Linked DNA regions of Mus musculus: region 2 is linked to region 1. The links are chromatin contacts, called in public HiChIP or PLAC-seq maps. All regions are on one chromosome and are shown on one strand. Each heading gives the region's core, a stretch centred on a gene start, on an enhancer-like site or on the middle of the called end of the contact. The rest is flanking DNA. Distances are from core to core; before and after follow the strand shown. Region 1 overlaps Grip1 (glutamate receptor interacting protein 1). Region 2 holds the start of Grip1os2 (glutamate receptor interacting protein 1, opposite strand 2).

Evidence for each region. HiChIP or PLAC-seq counts read pairs in DNA pulled down with a chosen protein or histone mark.
Region 2: a contact with region 1 is called in an H3K27ac HiChIP or PLAC-seq map of embryonic stem cells, with 3 times the contacts expected there. The contact joins the promoter of Grip1os2 here to the enhancer-like site in region 1. A contact is called at or near these places in 1 of 39 promoter capture datasets (3T3-L1-derived adipocytes), 4 of 484 Hi-C or Micro-C datasets (cerebral cortex, cortical neurons and nephron progenitors), 2 of 115 datasets of contacts at active chromatin or transcription factors (a beta-TC-6 cell line and embryonic stem cells) and 1 of 9 other capture datasets (pancreatic islet).

The regions. Positions count from the first base shown.
Region 1 is chr10:119,690,613-119,693,301 of GRCm38.p6, reverse strand. All of the region lies in intron 1 of Grip1 (glutamate receptor interacting protein 1), which reads right to left. Among named protein-coding and RNA genes, the nearest start is that of Gm46207, 56 kb to the left of the region's middle. Within about 2 kb of position 1,316, at least 104 of the 459 cell types and tissues checked have an H3K27ac peak or open chromatin away from gene starts, as enhancers often do. A contact at or near this core is called in cerebral cortex, cortical neurons, embryonic stem cells and 1 more, where this site is marked.
Region 2 is chr10:119,760,392-119,763,080 of GRCm38.p6, reverse strand. Grip1os2 (glutamate receptor interacting protein 1, opposite strand 2) reads left to right here and starts at 1,382. Exons shown (of 3, transcript NR_045359.1): 1 at 1,382-1,471. All of the region lies in intron 1 of Grip1 (glutamate receptor interacting protein 1), which reads right to left. Gm46207 (a long non-coding RNA gene) reads right to left here. Exons shown (of 2, transcript XR_001779707.2): 1 at 1,134-2,689; 2 at 689-1,002.

The DNA of each region.
Region 1 (2,689 bases), core at 67-2,566:
GAACCTAGAGCCCTGACAGGTACAAGAAAAAATTTAGTCCTCCGCTATTTTAAAGTCAATTTACAAAGGTCTCCATGTGGGTGGTTTTTGTTTTTATTCTACAGGTATTGCTACTGCTACTGACGGCAAGCCAGTTCCCCTAACTTAATAACAAGGTTATGAACAAGCATCAGAAAAAAAGCATTTGAACCTTCAGAGTACAAACAACACACACTTCATCCCAGGGAACTGTCCAGAAGTTGGGACGGTGAGCATTAAGCCTGAGCAGCAACTCCAACACGAACAATGACTTTCAAACAAATCAACCTCCTCTATCTCGAAAGGAGAGAAAAAAACAACACGCACATGAGATGATTGAAAAGAAATTACAACTTCAACAGAACATATTCTAGCCAACCTACAAGACACTTTTTCGAACGGCTCCTTAAAGTAACAGAGTCAATCGATTCCACCTACAATTTTAACCTCTGTATAGACCCGCACTGGTAATAGCGTCTCGGTATGATCCGGTGGCCATACACTCAACAAATCAAGCAGGATGGATCTAGCACTTCCCAAGAACACCATCTGGAAAGTCTTTTGCCTCTAAGAGTAAAGGAAAGAAGCAGGCAAGGTTTATTGTTAGCCGGTGCATGTGAGAAGGACCAGGAAGGGGAGGGGTGGTGGTGGGAAGCGCTTACTTCGAAAATGCTCCGAAGCATAGTAATAGACATCCTCGTAGCCCTCCTGGTAGTCCTCTTCCGGCCGGTACTTTTTCCCCTTTCTTCTCCTAGATCTCCGAATCTGCTTGACAAATCCCAGGAAGCGGTCCATGACTGGCTCCCGGGGCAGCCGCGGCAGAGGCGCAGCCAGCAGCAGAGCCGAGAGCCCAGCTGCTCTTCAAGCCGGTGGAGCATGAATGACCCTCACCAAGCCCGGGGACCGGGACTCATCACCCTCCAGCCTTTCTCCTTGTGCCCATCAAGGCTGAGAGAGTTCAGCCACAGCAGGAGAAAACACAACAGCGACGTGGGAGTAGCTTGGGAAGACTTCTCTTTTAGCCCAAGAAACTGACAATTCTCCTATTTTTTTTTTTTTTTAAGGATGGGTGGGTTAGAGAAAAAAAGTAAGATTATGATAAAAGATATCAATTAAAGAAGGAAAAGGGGAAAAATAACCCGCGAAGCTGTGGGCTTCAACTTGTTTCAGAACCAAACAAAAGTTCAAGATATGCAGCTTGAAGCAAGAGGCATCCCAGCACTAAAATGTCACTACCCCACACCTCCATCACCGAGCGGGGGTGGGGAAGCGCGCTAGTCAATGGACTGAACCAAAGTAGGGAGAGCCTGGCTTTGCCCACCTGCTAATCCTGCCCACTCCTATTAGCATTCCTCTGCTCAAAGCACAGCAGCCGGATGGAAAACTTCCTAGAAAGCTGCGGTTTAGGAGTAGGGAAGGCTGGTTAACCCTTCGGCTCTCTGGCAAGCCACACTAGTGATCTTGCAAAGTGGTTTCACCCATACGCACAGCCCTCTTGCTGACTGAGCGTGCTGCATGTGTTAATTGGAGCAGCAGGGAGAAGGCTCAGCAGCTGCTTTCAAACCCACTGGGCATTAATGTATTCCAATCGCTGTTTGATCTAAATATTAAAATGCGCTTCTCAGAGAAGCCTCTCATAGGCTTAGGAACAGCAAATAAAGGGACTGGTAAAGGGACCGGCGGCCAGCAGCGTGGTGTCAGGGAAAGGGAACACAAACAATCCAACTTGGAACTCCAGGTTGATTCAGGCTGAGAGGTGTCACACCGCTTAACAATAAAACACAGGAGCTGAGAGGCAGATGAAACTCCACTCTGAATTGAATGTGTCCAAGCCTTTATCCTTATCTTCAAAATTCACAAACAACTTAAAAACAAAAACAAAACCCCCAACTCTATCAAAAATACTTGAGTCCAAAGGACCGAAGTTCCCTAGAGGCTACATGGGAAAACATGACTCCTGTGTAACACTCCCTCCTCTAGGGTCTTTCTTCAGAGGGTCTCCGCATGGATGGGGGTTCCTAACAGGAGGAACAAGTCATTTGGTTCCCAGTCTAATTCATCACTCACATGTCAGCCTATTACCTAGCGGACTAATGATATTCCTCAGCTCCTTGTTCCCAGAATTGTAATTTAAAGAAATGCCTTGTGACGGAATAATGGTTGTTCAATAACCATATCATAACGAGTGTGCAAGCCACCCCAAGGGGGCTGGCTGTACTCCCACTACTTGTCGTTGGGTTCACAGGCAATTGGTCTCTCTCCTGCATTTAGACAGGGCTCAGTTTTCAGATATAGATTGCTCATAATGAAGGCGGGACAATTTTATTTAGGAAGTCAAATATTTACCGACCAGGAATGTTCTGGCTCTGAAGTGTGTGCAGTCACATGCAATCCTCCCATGAATTTCCCCTATGCTTTGAGGTTTCTCATTCTGCATGCTGGAGAAGGCTGGATTTGTGTCGAGAGACACAGACCTAACGATGCTGACAGAAAGATGCTATAAAACATTTCATGAACATCTTTAAACAACAGCAACAACAACAACAAAAATCACCGTCCTTAGGTTCTGAATCTTTTTGTTATTATTCTGGCTTCCTCAACCAAAGCAGAACAATTAAAACCAATTACGCAGAGGCTTGCAGATGTGCAGTCGAGACTTTGAATAACAGGT
Region 2 (2,689 bases), core at 133-2,632, 70 kb before region 1:
CTTGGAGGAGAGGAGGGAGGGGTTTGTGATGGAATGTAAAGTGAATAATGAAAGAAATAAAATTCTTTAGGACTTATTGTCAATGTTTGCTTTGTATGCCTATTTATATGCCTATTTCTACTCCTCATAGTAGTATATACCATCAGGTGCAGCAAAGACAGTTAACTCAGATGTAAGCATCCCTTTTCCCCTTCTTTGAGATGGATGCTTCATAGACATGACATTACACTCAAGTGATAAGCCATCACTGAAGTTCTAGCCAAAAAGTTGTGCATGCACGTTCAGTGGTTAGACACCTAAGGACAGCTTCTTCAGACAGAGGGAAGATGGCTGGATGAGAGTCTTCTCTTTGCTCTTATTTCTCTCAGAGACTTGGATAAAATGTCTGCTGCCCAGTCAGCTCTGTCGGGGCCTCAGGCAACATGTTAAGGATGTCGACTAGCAAAAGCATGAGGCTGTTGGGCCCCACTGGCGACCAGCAACTCTCTATGTGGGCTGCCAGTACAGTTCTCTTTATAGGAGAGAAAGGGAAGGCATCGTGTAATCTGTCAAAGCCATCATCTCTGGTCTTTATCCTCCACGACTGCACTCAGCATCTAGTCTACCCATCAGGGAAAGAACGGGAGAAATGGATCTGACATGGCCTGAAATGAGAGAGTCCTCTTCAAACTTTAATCAGAAAGCCTTGTAGGATTTTAACCTCATTGTGCAGTACATGAAAGTTTTATTCTGGAAGGGAAATCAAAGGAGAAAGAGGGGCTCCTTCGTGACATTTCTCGAGGAAGTCTGCGGAAAAGCCGAGGCGCCATCGCTGCGGGGCATCGTTGGAAACACAGATGCTTAGTGCTTTTTGCCAGGAGAGAGGTGGTTTTGTACATAAGCGGCAACCAGGAGAGGCACAAAGGAAGTGTGCAGCCCACACAGCAAAAGCAGCAGGCGTCAAAGTTGCTTGCTTTGTAAATCTGGAGACGTGAATGGCTCACAGGCTGGGCTCTCGAAGGTCTACCGTAATAAAATCCCTATTTTAATTACAGGCAGCATACTTAAAATGCTATCATTAAGGTTGTGTCAGCAATTACTTTTTTATGACCTTATTTCCCAGAGAATAATAAAAACGTGTTTGGGACTGCTACCTTGGGCGGAAAGTTGGCAGCTGGCTCTCAATTCACAGGCTTTTCTTTGCTTCCTCAAATTGGGACGGGCCACGCTACGCTTCCCGGAAATCACAAAAGAGAAAATTCTAAATGAACGGGGCCCCCAAATTGCTCTGCCTCTGATTGTCTGAAATTCAGGTCTTCGGACTGTCAGGGGGTGATCACCGCTGCCATGTCTCAGGAGAGGAGATTTGGTTTCCATGGTAACAACAGCGCCCATGGTTAGTGCTTAAAAATTAAAATCACCTTCCCGAACTGTACTTTAAAGGGTGGCGGAATCAGAAGCCAGATGTCAGTGTTTGTGCGTGAGGAGTGATGTAAGGAAGAGTTTTATAGGCAGGATGGACTTCATGCGGAGTGTGAGCGAGTGACGTGAGGCCGGAAGCTGGGTTCCCTGCGCATGGGCAGGAATAAGCACCTAAGCTTTCTAACCGGTAGAACCTGGGGGCTGGCGAGATATATAGGCTGCTGAAGTGTCTGCTGAACAACCAAGTAGATCTAGACCCCATCCTCGGCACCCCTATAAGACTCTAGCACAGTGGAGTGCACTTGTAACCTCAGTCCTGTGGAGATGGAGGCAGAAGATCTCTGGGATGTACCGGCTAGATAGCCTTGTTGAATCCATGAGTTCCAGGTTCAGTGAGAGACCCTGTCTCAAAAACCAAGTCCAAAGTGATGGGAGAAGGCACCTCATACTAACCCCCACCCTGCCCTATACTCACATACCAATCAATCGAGGTAAAAAGAACTAATAAGCAGACATAATTAGATTTGTTATTAGAATTACCAGTAGAAAGATCGAGGCTTAAAAATGAGCTGTTTTATGTCCACGTGTTTCTGGCTACTGTATATATCATTTCAACTACAATAATAATAATTACTGAGCTTCGGCGGCGGACAGCCATCTTAGTTTCCCATGGACAAAGTCACGTGACACTAGTGTCAGCGTGATGGGGCGGGCAGTTTGGTTATTTCACTTCTCAAGAGCGGAGACTGGGGTAAAGAGGTGTCCAAGTGTCTCCTGAAGCAATGTATAAATCCACTGACCAGAAAGGCTCCCTCTGGCAGACTTCAGGTTACAGAACGAGGATAAACAGGTTTTAAGATACACAAACTGAAGGTAAAAATAATGCTTATTATGTTGAAATAAAGAAGAGGAAGGGTTTTCTGAGGCATGGGAGGAAAAGAAAAAAAAATCTAGGGGGGAGAAAGTATTTTGGAGAAAGGCTGTCACAGGCACAAAGTCACTGAAGAACAAGTGGAGTCAATAATAAAAGTTCCCAGAAGCCCAGTGGCAGCAAGACAGGAGAGTCTAGAAGGATAACAAGCCTCCACTCCGGATGTAAAATTCCGTCTCGCTCCTTATTGCCTGGAGTCGTCCCAAGACTCTTTTATGACAAAAGAGAAAATCTGATCAAACTTGGTAGGAAGATAAAAAGTTTAAGTGGCAGCAGGAGGGGCAAAAGAAGAGATGAGAAGAGAACTTGAGGAAAAAAGGGAGGCAAAAGGGTGGTGTCAGGGGAAGGAAGGCATCA